Linked DNA regions of Sus scrofa: region 2 is linked to region 1. A link is a contact called in public HiChIP or PLAC-seq data. All regions are on one chromosome and are shown on one strand. The core of a region is the stretch at or near the end of the contact, and the rest is flanking DNA. Distances in the headings are between cores, read along the strand shown. Region 1 holds the start of FLT1 (vascular endothelial growth factor receptor 1). Region 2 has its middle 31 kb from the start of POMP.

What was found. HiChIP or PLAC-seq counts read pairs in DNA pulled down with a chosen protein or histone mark.
Region 2: a contact with region 1 is called in an H3K27ac HiChIP or PLAC-seq map of alveolar macrophages. The contact joins the enhancer-like site here to the promoter of FLT1 in region 1. A contact is called at or near these places in 1 of 5 promoter capture datasets (liver), 7 of 47 Hi-C or Micro-C datasets (embryonic fibroblasts, fetal heart ventricle, heart right ventricle and 3 more) and 2 of 2 datasets of contacts at active chromatin or transcription factors (alveolar macrophages and skeletal muscle).

What each region holds. Positions count from the first base shown.
Region 1 is chr11:5,794,346-5,800,475 of Sscrofa11.1, forward strand. FLT1 (vascular endothelial growth factor receptor 1) reads right to left here and starts at 2,750. Exons shown (of 30, transcript XM_021065525.1): 1 at 2,472-2,750.
Region 2 is chr11:5,919,173-5,925,302 of Sscrofa11.1, forward strand. No RefSeq gene overlaps it. Among named protein-coding and RNA genes, the nearest start is that of POMP, 31 kb to the right of the region's middle. Within about 2 kb of position 2,214, at least 2 of the 83 cell types and tissues checked have an H3K27ac peak or open chromatin away from gene starts, as enhancers often do. A contact at or near this core is called in alveolar macrophages, where this site is marked.

The DNA.
Region 1 (6,130 bases), core at 1,500-3,999:
CATCTGGGTGCTCCCATCAGGCAGCGATGCCTTCCAAAGGGGCTCACCTCCTTCCCTCGGGAGGAGCGACATCGTAGCCAGGGCCCCAAATCGCCAAGGCCAGGCCTCCGGCCATTCCTCGGGCAGCCTCACGGGCGTCCTAAGAGCCCCCGCTCCGGGGCCCGGCGGACCCGGCCAGGCAGCCGGGGAGGAGGCGCTGGGGTCTGGCAGGTCCGGGTGCGCCGCGCTCTCCGAGCCCAGAGCCGGGCAGGGAGCCCCGACTTGGGGGAGGTGGCCAAGTAGAGAGGTTCGGCGACTCCCGCGGCAAAGAGGATCGCGGGACCCGAGTGCCGCGATGCTCGGCGGAGCGCAGCCAACTGCTCTCCGAGGCGCCCACCCCGACCTCCCGGCGGGGGAGAGAGGGCGCCACGGCCCCGGGAGAGTCCGCTGCAACCAGGGCGCCCAGCTCCCTCCGCGCCCGCTCGCCGCGGCTGCAGCCGGCCCCGGCGCGTGCCCCCGCCCCGGCCACCCCGCGCCGGCCCCCGGCCCCGGCCCCGGCCGCGCCTCACCTGTGAGAAGCAGACCGCCGAGCAGCGCGCACAGCAGGACCCCGGTGTCCCAGCAGCCGACCATGGTGAGCGCGACGCGGCCTGCTCGCCCGGTGCCCGCGCTCCTCGCGGGCGCCCGCCGCTGCCGCCGGAGCCTGTCTCTTGTCGCAGCGCCGCCGCCGCCGGCCCTATGCCCCGAGCGCCCCTCTCCGCGGCTCCAGCCCGAGAGACAGCCACCTCCCCCGGTAATCCGCGCCGCCCGGCGTCCTCGGGCCGTTGCCTTCCAGCCCCGGAGCCCGCTCCGCGCCGCCGCCGCTGCCGCTGCCGCCGCCGGGGAGGAGCCGCGAGGAGTGTCCGGCCGGCGCGCTCCCAGCCTCCAGCGGACCTCGATTAAGAGGAGCCGAGGGCGGGGGCGATTTATAACCTTTCCCCGGCCCACTTCCTACCCCGGCACCTCCTTCCAGTGACGTCAAGGGGTCCCCCACCCCTCATCCGCCTCCCCACCTACCTTCTTCCTCCGGGACCTGAGTCCCTACGGCTCGGGAGGGGGCGGGAGCCGCCGGGGGCGGGGAGGGAGCGCGCGTGGGAAGGCGCGGGCAGCGCGGCCGGGGAGTGGCGCCCGGCAGGTTCAGGGTCCTTGCTCCCGTCTCCCGCCCCGGTCCCCTCTTCCTCCTCCTCCTCCTCCTCCACCTCCTCCTCGAGCTCTCAGGAAATCCTTGCCGTCTCCCTCCGCCCGGCTTACTCAGCCCTGGGGGCCGCCCGAAGCTGGGAAGGGGACAGGGCTGGACCTCCACCGCCCGGGCCGCGGGGCGGAAAGTCCGACCCTGGGAAGCTGGCTGCGCCTCCACGCCGGTGTCCTTGGCACGGAGGGCCGAGGCTCAGGCCGGCTCCCTCCCCTTCCTTGCTCTTCCCGCCTTGTCCCGCCGCCCCCGACTCCTCCACTGTCCCCAGACGTCTAGGAAGGCGCCGGACACGCTCGGCACAGGGGACTGCGCCAGGAGCGCCCTCGGGGGCCGGACGCTTGGCTGGCACCTTCGGGAAGACAGCGAAGCCGCTCAGGTCCCTGGGGAGCGCGACTGTGTCTTTTTCGGCCGCACAGATGCACCCGCCCAAGTCATTTCCTAAACCCTCCGCTGCCTAGAAGCAAAACAAGCAATAACCTCTTGATACCTTTGAAAAGGCAGAGGCACGAAGCTGCTCCTGCAACTCCTAGGGGCCGAGCCCTTGACCTTTATTTCCTAAATGCTCGAGAGGAATCTTTCTGATGGCAGCTTGCTACGCAAGACGAGTGACTCCGCGGCTCTTCGAACAAAACCCGGTGAAACGAACGTGAGGCACTAAATCATTTGCGACCACACGAATTCCACCTTGGTCCCCAATTATGTCTCCATTACCTCAAAGGTTGCTATCGTCCCAGGCTCCACGGCGAGGCCCCGTCTTGTCCCTGTAAATCCCGCTGGTTTGAAAATAGTTCTATTGGAACCTGCCAGGTGGTCACGGTAAAAGGAATGTGATGGCTTCTAAACAGCCGGCCAGCGACTCTTCCTGGAGGACTGGACTGCCTCCTACCCGGGAAGGTTAGGCAACCCGAAGCTGCCACTCCTCTGGGCGGCAGGGCAGGGACAAACCTCCGCCCCTGGGCGCCCGACGCGGGAACCCCGAGGCCGCGTACCTGGGGCCGGGGCGCGGGAGCAGCAGCTCCAAGCCTGTGCGCGTCTTCGGGCTTCGCCACCCCTTTTCCCGGGGCCCTTCTCCACTCGCCCTGGCTCTTTTTTCCCTCCTCCCCCAAGCTCGATTCCTCCAAAACTGCAGTATCATTCCGTGGACAGTGAATTACGAATCGCTGGATTCGAGGCTGACAGTGGGTCTTTCTCACAGCTCGTCCCCCAGGCTGGGTCCCAATCTGGGACCCACCTGCAGAGCCGCGGTGTGCCCCTGCCTCACCTCAGAGCCGCTTGGCACTCCCACGCGCTCTCCCAAGAAACGCAGTCAGCGGGGCCCCTGCTGCAGCCTCTCACCGAGCCAGGCATTGCGTTAAGCCCCAGACCACCGTGATGGGAAGACGGGAGACTGATGGCCTAAAGATGCCATGGCACTGTTGGGCGAGGACCACAGTGCTGGGGGAGCTTGGGTCCACGAGACAGGGCGGTAGGTCCCGAGAACTCGAAAGCGCTTCTTAGGAGAGACGGCTGGCTGACTTTGGCGATGGGGTTCATCCGTACAATCGTACAATCGACAAAAGTTGACCGCAACAACTCTTCAGGGGCTGGTTGAGAACCACTCCGCAAACGTGCTGCCAGAATTGAATACACATGGCGTTTATTTGTGGCGCCAGGAGAGTATTTGATGCGCAGCTGCAACAGCCTTGCTAATTTCAGATGTCAATCAGCAATGCCAGTGCTTGGCTCAGTTATTTTAAGGTTAAAAGAGTCTTGGTGGAAGCTAACTTCATTTACCCCCAAATCATCCTGCATGAAGAGCGGTTCTCCACCGATTCCCCAACTATTCTTTGGAAAAGTTTCAGGCTTTTTCATCACAATCAGCAGTTTCTTTACTACGTGGCTTTGGTTACATGCATTAACCTCCTCACAAAGAACTCAAGATGCTTCGAGTTGTCACATGGGTTTGTTCCTGATTTCATTTTAGCTCAGATAAATGTTAAATGACTAAGCTCAACTGATGAGAAATCAGGGTAAGGCTCTCAACTCTCCCGCCTCAAAAGAGATAATACCTTTGAAGGAGAATGGGCCACGGCACTCTTCCGGCTCCATCACGAAGGAAAGGGGTTAACAGATAGTAGTGATGGGAAAGATCCGTTTCCACACGCCTGGTCGCCTGGTCGCCCGGTCGCCTGGTCGGTATAAAAAGCCATTGAAGTCGACGATCTGCTTGCTTCCCGCTCACATACAAAAGAACATTTCATCTGCAAAACCAGACACTCTCTTGTTATCAGCTACAAACATTCTCTTGAGGATTCTTTTGAGTCCCTATTCAGAGGCACCCTGTGGGTAAAACCAGCAGCTTTAAGACTGAGTAACAGTGTGGGAGCATCACCGTGACAGACAGGAGGGAACCCAGGTCCCATCTTCTTCCAGTGGACCAAGAGTGGAGCTGGTCAGCTTGCGGTCACAGCCAGGGTTTTGTCCTCACATGGGTTAGGTAGCTTCAGCGCAAAGACCAACTACGCTCCATGGCTACACACCGCATAGCCTGAATACCTATGGTTGGTTATAAGAACCAAATGACTTTATAAAACCCTCGGAGTTGTATGAAAAAAGCGCTTCCCAGCGCTCTCCTACACTGTTGGTGGGTCTGTAAATTGGTGCCGCCACTATGGGAAACAGTATGGAGGTTCCCCAAAAAACTGAAAATAGAGTTGCCATATGATCCCACAATTCCACTCCTGGGCATATATCACAATAAAACTGTAATTCAGAAAGATATATGCTCCCCTATGTGCATAGCAGCATTATTTACAATAGCCAAACATGGAAACAATCTTGAGATCCATCAACAGATGAATGGGTAAAGATGTGGTACATACACACAAAGGAATACTACTCAGTCATAAAAAAGAATGAGGTAATACCATTTGCAGCAACATGGATGCATCACCATAGAGATTATGACACGAAGTGAATTGAGAAAGAGAAAGAAGACTAATACCGTGTGACAGCACTTATATGTGGACTCTAAAACATGACACAGGAGTTCCCGTTGTGGCTCAGTGAAAACAAATCTGACTAGTATCCATGAGGATGCAGGCTCGATCCCTGGCCTCACTCAGTGGGTTAAGGATCCGGCGTGGCCGCGAGCTGTGGTATAGGTCGCAGATGCAGCTTGGATCTGCTGGTGCTGTGGCTTCGGCGTAGGTCAGCAGCTGCAGCTCCAATTCGACCCCTAGCCTGGGACCCTCCATATGCCAAAGGTGCGGCCCTAAAAAGACAAATAAAAATAAAGACTAAAATGTGACACACAGGAATATATTTAGGAAATAGAAACAGACACAAAGACATAAAGAGCAGACGTGTGGTTGCTGAGCCGAGGGGTGGGGTGATGGATGAGCAGATTCAAACTATTACTTCTATCACGGATAAACAGCAGGTTCCTATTGTACAGCACAGGGAACTAGAGTCAGTATCTGTGATTAAACCTTCATGGAAAAGAACATGAAAAAGAACATATGTGTGTATCCCTGAATCACTTTGCTGTACAGCAGAGACGAAGACAACTTTGTAAATCAACCATACTTCAATACAACTAGAAAACGAACAGCTCCCAGCCCATCTCCTCTTGACAGTTCACCTTCAGCCCTCCCTGGGCAAGCGCTGCTGAGGTCACCAGGCAGGCACACCCAGGGTTTTGTTGCTCCCATGCAAAGTCCTGAGTTCCTTACGGGCCCCTGGGTGTGGACAGACTCACTCCTCTTGTATCGGCTCCACACCCTTCGCTCTGTCCTTGAGCACTCGCTCCTTACACTGGTTGGGGCTGTGGCCGCTTATCTCATTTGGATTGATTTGAGCTTTCAGCTTCTTCTTGAGCCTGTGTCTCCTAGCTCTGGTCTCCTAGCTAACCCTGTACTTCCTCCCTAGGGGCTGTGATGTAGATACTATACTTCTGTTACTGCAGCCTAAGATCAAAGGAGCCCTCTCAGCCCGGCCACTTTGTCCTCTGGACGCTTGTGGAACTCACTCCTGGTTAAAAGTTCTGAGGCTTTTTCGCTGGAGCTGCGATCTGGCTGTACGGGGGCAGCCACAGCTTTTGACGATACAAACTGCAGACCCTTATACACACTCTTAGTAAACTTTAGGTTTCACTGAGTCTGTCTTTCTTGCCTGCTGAAATCTTTCTGCCCCCAATTCGGCCATCCAAAGCGCATTCTAGAGGTCCTGCTGCACATTATCCAAAGGTAGGTTAAATGTGCCTTTTGTATCATCATCAAAATCACTGACGAGGGCAGAGAGGAATGAATGAATAAGGGAAGGGAAGAAAGGAGGGAGGAAGAAGGAGGGGAGGAGGGAGGGAGGAGGGAGGAAGGAAGGGGGGGAGAATGTGCAGAGGCCGAGTAAACCAAAGCGTTTTTGTGCCATTATCTCTAGATGTAGCTTCACCACAGGAGGCAGCCTATGAGCGTGTTACCGTGTCAGGAATAACGGACGGTCCTAGCAAGAGCTCATTAGACAGGTACGTTTTAGTCAAGGTATTTTATGAAAGTTAAAAAGCCCAAACTGAGATAGTTAGAGAAGATTGGGGCAGGAGAAAAGGCAAATCGGAGAAAGGACGATGGCTACAGAAGCAGCAGCTGGCTAAGGAGGGCTGTAGAGTGGCCATCTAATCAATAGAACGGACAACTTTTGCCAAAGGTTCATTCCATCTCGCCTAGAACTGTCAGCGCTTGACTTTCACGCTTCATAAAAACATATTGCATTTAATACACCCTTTTAGTTAGAAACCATTCTTATAGAGTGCTTTTGTCTTCTGTGCTTCTATATATCCTTCATAATAGTATGTTCAATAGCTGTCAAATATTATCCCATTGGTGGGCATTTCAATTTCGCCACTATAAATAATTCCAGAACGAATTTAATTTGATACCAGAATGT
Region 2 (6,130 bases), core at 964-3,463, 120 kb after region 1:
CGGACCACCACCGCTCCGTGATGACTGAGGAGTCACCTTCTCATGCGACGCCTCATCCCCGCCCCAGAATCAACTATGCGTAGCACAGAAACAGAGAAACGTATTTAAAAGCTTGTTATGAGTAACCTTGTAAGTTTATCATGAGTACATTTATTTCCAGTGATAAGCGAAAGCCGACACCTCTGTATAAACTGTCTAGATAAGTACGCATGATGTTTAAGAAGCACTTGTTGAATGAAAAGTGTCTCAGTGATTATACCTAAATGTCTCCTTCGATTTCACTGCACAGAAGAAGCTTATTATGTTAATCACACCTGTCATTTATATCCAGGGTACTGCTGTTCTTTTATTGTAAGGCGACAGTTTTCACGTGGGTAAACCCAGTTTATCCTATCAAATTGTTTCTTGCTGGCTTTCGGGGTGGGATGGGCGAGCGATGTGGGGGTGATCAAGCCCTTGGGGCCTTGGGGTCTGGGGTGACCACACAGGCTTATGTCCAGATAAACAGCCACGCGTGAATCCCTGGTGGTCGGGCCCAGGGAGCGAGAAACAGACGCATGCTTGGTGGGACTGTGGACTCAGGCGTGAGCCGAGTTGGAAGCCTGTCCTACTCTCTGCTTACAAACCCCCAGGTGATGTGACATTTTCACAGCTCAGCCAGCACCGTTTCCTGGCATTGAATGTTAAAGAACATCTAAGGTCCCTGAGGTTATTTTGAGCAGGGAGAGCCAGAGGTGAGAGTACTAACATGACCACGTGACTAAGCACCAGAGGACAAAGGTGTGGTGGACCCTCCCACCCCCAAATTCATATGCAGAAACCTAATCTCCAAGGTGATGCTGGTATTAGGAGGTGGGGCCAGGGCAGGAGGATGCATTCTGTCCTCATAAGAGACCCCAGAGAAAGGCCTTGCTCTCCCGCCCCGTGAGCACACAGCAAGGAGGTGCCAAGAACCAGGAAGTGGGCTCTCACCGAACCCTGAGTCTGCTGGTGCCTTGATCATGGATTTCTCGGCCTCCAGAATCGGGAGAAATTTCTGCTGTTTCTAAGCCACCCAGCCGATGGGAGTTGTTCCAGTGGCCGGGGTGGAAAGAAAACCCCCCTTTCCCGCATAAGAGGTCTTTGCGTGCGGTGGATAAAAATGGAAGTGGGCAGCTGAATCCTTCGGTCCGTACACTTGCTGCGTTTTATTTATAACACTGCCATGATGCTCCTTGTGTGCGGGGCACGCTTCTCAAGGCTTGACTCAGGCTAAGGCGCTCACTCACAACCCTGAGCCTGGCACTCACCCAGGGAGGTGCAGCTGGGCTGCGGACCTCTCACGGCTGGGGCCAGCCTGTGCTGCTTCTCCGTGGGTCAGCAGGGCCAGGTGGCACCGCGTTCCTCTCCTCTGGCCCCAGTCACCTCGGTGACCGTGCAATTATTTGTTGACTCGTTCGCCACCCTGTACCCCGCAGCGGCAAACACCAGATCTGCCACAGGACCCGGCGCAACACCTGGCACGTGGCAGGCCCTCAAAAACGAATGGCTGGATTCGAGGATCTGTTCTCTTCATCTGGAATAGATGCAGAGCTGAACTGACAACAGGAACAGTCTTAGAATTCATCTTGTGGGGTTGAAATTGATACATTCCAAGTCTATGAGACATTTCTAAGTCTGTAAGAGTCTAAAAACTATGGTTTTGCAAAATAGCAATTTGAGATACCATCTATTAAAAACGTACTATTTTCTAGGCAGCATGTTAAGCATGTGACATGCATTTTCTCATTTAATTCTTGTCACAGCTCTATAAAGTAGGTTCTACTTTGTCTCTTTCTCTCTCTTTTTTTTCTCTTTTCTTTTTTTTTGCAAGATCAGATGTACTAGCCCAGCACGGAGTAACGTGTAATTGGGTTAACTGGTTCAGAACACACTGCTGTCCCAGGCATGGCCCTCTCTTGTTCATCGTTTAGTCATTTATTCATATCTTCAATAACAAAACCACCTTGTCCGTGAACCTGCTGCCCAACCCCCTCTCTTGCTCTCCCCACACACAACCATGACCCAGAACTGTGCATTCTTTGCTTCTCTCTCGTGTGCCCAGATGCTTTATTGCTCTTTCAGTTTGATTTGGACGTGATGAAAAAGGGTGGCACGCTTGTTCACCAGGCATCTCACTCCTCGGGGCCGTCCGCACTTGCACAAGCAGCTGCGGTTCATTCAGTTTCTCTGCTGCATAATTTTCAGTTTCTCTGCTGCGTCATTTTCCCATAGATGCTTCTGCTCCTGGGCAGTTCTGCTGCTTTCCATTCTTTGTTTTTAGGAAGGGCTGTTTCTCTTGGGCATGATGTTATTTTCAGGGGAAGGAAGAGCAGCACGGAGAAAAAAGTAACTTGCCCAAGATCTCCCAGCCAGTAAGTGGCTGAAACAGAATTTGAACCTAGATCATCTCTCTAGCTCTGAAGCATGTGGGGTTTTGTTTGTTTGTTTTTGGCTGCTCCTGTGGCATGTGGAAGGTCCTGGGCCAGGGATCAAACCCATGCGGCAGCAGTGACCTGAGCTGCTGCAAGGATGCCAGATCCTTAACGTGCTGTGCCACAAGGGAACTCCAAAAGCATGGGCCTTTCACCACTGTATCCAACAGCCTGCATCAGCCCTCCCATGAGAAAAAGGTAACAAGAGGTAAAGAGAACTTTTTCCTTCCTCATTTTACTGGTAGACAGTTACCCCACCCTCGCTTTGTCTTTGGGAGAAGAAAAACTTGTACGTTGAGTTAATTAGCCTTTCAAATAAAATCACCTACCCGCTTGGATGTGGTAGCTTTCCACTCCCCACTTCAAAAACTGATGGTTGTTGGGTACAATGTTTATCGCAGAGATTACACGTCCAAATAATTTGCTTTTACACCCACGATCTCTTCAGCTCTTGACTTGGGGTCTAAATGTCCTTTACAATAGAATCCATGGCACGCACCCATGTGTATTTTTTAAAATCAAAAGTTTTAAAGAAGAAAATGATGGAAAAGTCAAGTAACATGTTCATTCCTACAGCCTACTATCATGTTCCGGATGCAAGATAACCAAGCTCGCCTCTTCTGGTTAAAAATAGGTTTTACAAGGAAAAACAGCTCCGTAAAATCAAAGAAGCTCCAATCATATAAACTGTAGATCAGTATTTGCACACAAACGATTTTACTTATTTGTGAAGGAATTTTCCAAAGAAAATGCTAAGTTATTTGGAATTTAGAAAAAACCCGAATGAATGCAATATGTGTTTGCACTTAGGCAGTTTGCTCTTTGAAAAAATAGACATTGCTGTACTTTGGGCGCTGTACACCCTGAGTTTGTGTAGGTGTTCGATGTGGACCAGACGCAGGTCAGGTTCTGGCTCCAGAAACTTCACTGCCCCCACGCTCTCAGCCTTGCCCTCCTTACAACATACTGTTCTGCAGGCCAGCTATTTCCTCACCAGCTATTTCCCACTTCTGCTTCCAGCCTTTCTGTGCATATGGATTTGAGGCAGACCGAAGTGTTTATGGAGACTCAAAAATATAAAACAAAAAACGTTTAGACTCACGCAACAACTTCACTGAAGGTTTAGAAAATAGAAGGGAAAAAAATCTAACCTCTTCTCAACACCCTGACCCCAACTCCTGCTGTGGTTGTGTTTTTCCTTTTTGTCTTGGCCTGTGTGTATACCCATCACCGAGAGGGGCCATTGGGGACGTGTCTACAATCCCCCATCCCTACCTATGTCGTAGCGGATGCTCCCCAAAGCAGGCTCTGCGACAGGGTACCCACACGGAGACAGAGTCTTCGAGAAGAGCAGCCAACACCCCTGGGGCCGTGGGGAGTCAACAGGGGGAAGGGGACGCTGCCAACAGAGCATGGTTATCACATGACAGGAGCTTAACCCCCGAGGATGTTTGGGGACATGGTGCAAAACATGCAGCTCAAGGGGGCACTGGAGAACTGGGGTCCTTAGACATGGACTCCCAACCGCCACTGTTTGAGGACTGCTGGGGGGGAGAAGGTAGCTCATGTGTGGGTTCCGCAACCAGGGGGTGCTCAAGAAAGAGGGCCCCCCCCTCCGCCTCGGGTCAGGGATGCTCAGTCTGGCAGCTGGAACTTGGCTGGAAAGAGCCCTAAGTGACATGGGTGGACCCAGAATGTCTGCTCGATGCTTTGTTCACTTAACACTAATTACGACACCTGCCTATACTTCCTCATTGCCACACAGGCTTTACCCTTGCGAGGTTAATTTCTGTATCACATTTCATAATGGAATCATCATCCGTCCTTCTGACATTGGAAATCTACATCATCACTTCAAAATGGAACAAGTGCGCTGGCGACAAAGAGCTCACTCACTTCGGTTCAAGCCCGAATAGCCGGTGCTGTTTGCACGCAATGGAAATGCGTGTTCTTATGCAAGTTCTCTAGTCAAAGAAGCCAAGCAGAGCACCGCCGACAGAGACAACCATGAGACTCATAGCCAAGTAGCCCAGCACCAGGAGCTCTGAGTCGGATGCACGGTCATTTAGAATGACCCTTTAACTGCTGGCATGGGTTCGTGTGACAGCTGTCCTGCGCTTGTCAGAATGTCGGAGGTCTATAAATTTGGTGTATCAGCACTCCGGATCTGGGCCATGCTACGTAGGAAGCAGAAAGCTATCAGGTTGTTTGGTACCCAACAGGAACACTGAAACAAGGGACCTAGATATGGCCGTGGCTGGCCACGCGGTAGATGGGCCATCTGGGGGCAGCCTCAGGCATCTCCGTGCTTCACCTGGAGAGCAAGGTGTGCAGCAGAGTCTGCAGCTTCTCCTGCAGCCAGTGCCACCCTCCCCCTCCCTCCCTGCTAACACGACTCTGATTTTCTGTAGATGCAGGTGGAGAGTCCCTGTTCTCTGGGAAATCCGTCCTGACACAACCCCGGGGGATAGTGGTAACTGGTTTGAGTCACTTGCAGGAATTCTTTTCTCCGTGGCCACACACTCATTTTCTCAGCTCCCCCCTTATTTATTTTTTTTATTTATTTTGCCTGCACCCATAGCATGTGGAAGTTTCCAGGTCAGGGGTCAAACCTGTGCCACAGCAGTGACAATGCTGAGTCCTTAACTACAAAGTCGCCAGGGAACTCCCATCCCAGCTCCCTCTGAAGTTGGGAAAGACCTAGTTAAAGTAATACTTTGTACATGACACGACATTTTCCAGGTGCCACCCTTTAAGTACCTTATGTATTTTAACTCGTTTAAATTCTCACAACAACCCTAGGGGCGAAGCAAACTATTTTACCATGGAGGAAACTGTGCAACAGAAACAGGGAAGCTAAGTAAGTGTCCTGAAGTCACATGGCTAGTAGGTGTATGAAAGACCGTCGCCCGGCTTGTCCGTCGCCCGGCTTGTCTGTCTCCAAGGCTAATGCTCCCCTGGCCTGTGCAGAGGACCCAGGCTTGCCCTTATGCAATCAGCAGTCCACCCAAGCACACGCCTGAATTAGCAAAGGCTGCCCTGCAGGGATGCTGGCTCTCCGGCCCCACCCTCCTCAACACTGACCACTCCCACAGGAGTTACCTCCTGGCTTTGAGGGATCAACATTTGTACTTTCTCTCTCTCTCTTTTTTTAGGGCCACACTGTGCCATATGGAGCTTCCCAGGCTAGGGGTCTAATTGGAGCTCTTGCCGCCAGCCTATGCCACAGCCACAGCCACGCTGGATCTGAGCCGTGTCTTTGACCTACACCACAGCTCACGGCAACGCCGGATCCTTAACCCACGGAGCGAGGCCAGGGATTGAACCTGCAACCTCACGGTTCCTAGTCGGATTCATTTCCACTAGGGAGCCACGAGGGGAACTCCTGTACTTGCTCTTAAGAGCCTCACGATGAATTATAAACATGAGTCAACATCACATTACTGAAAGGTAGCAGGTAGGAATTCCCCAGCCTTTTAAGGTTAGGCTGCATAGATTAGATCACTTGCAAAACTGCCTTGCCCCCAGTTCCAATGTCTGTCTCACTTGTGCCCATACACATGTATGTACACACACACACACCCTGCACCCCCGTATCCCCCCCACAACCACCCCATACACCTCCCCCGCCCCGCCGCGCACACACACGGGGCACCCACATTGCGGGTGCTGTTTCC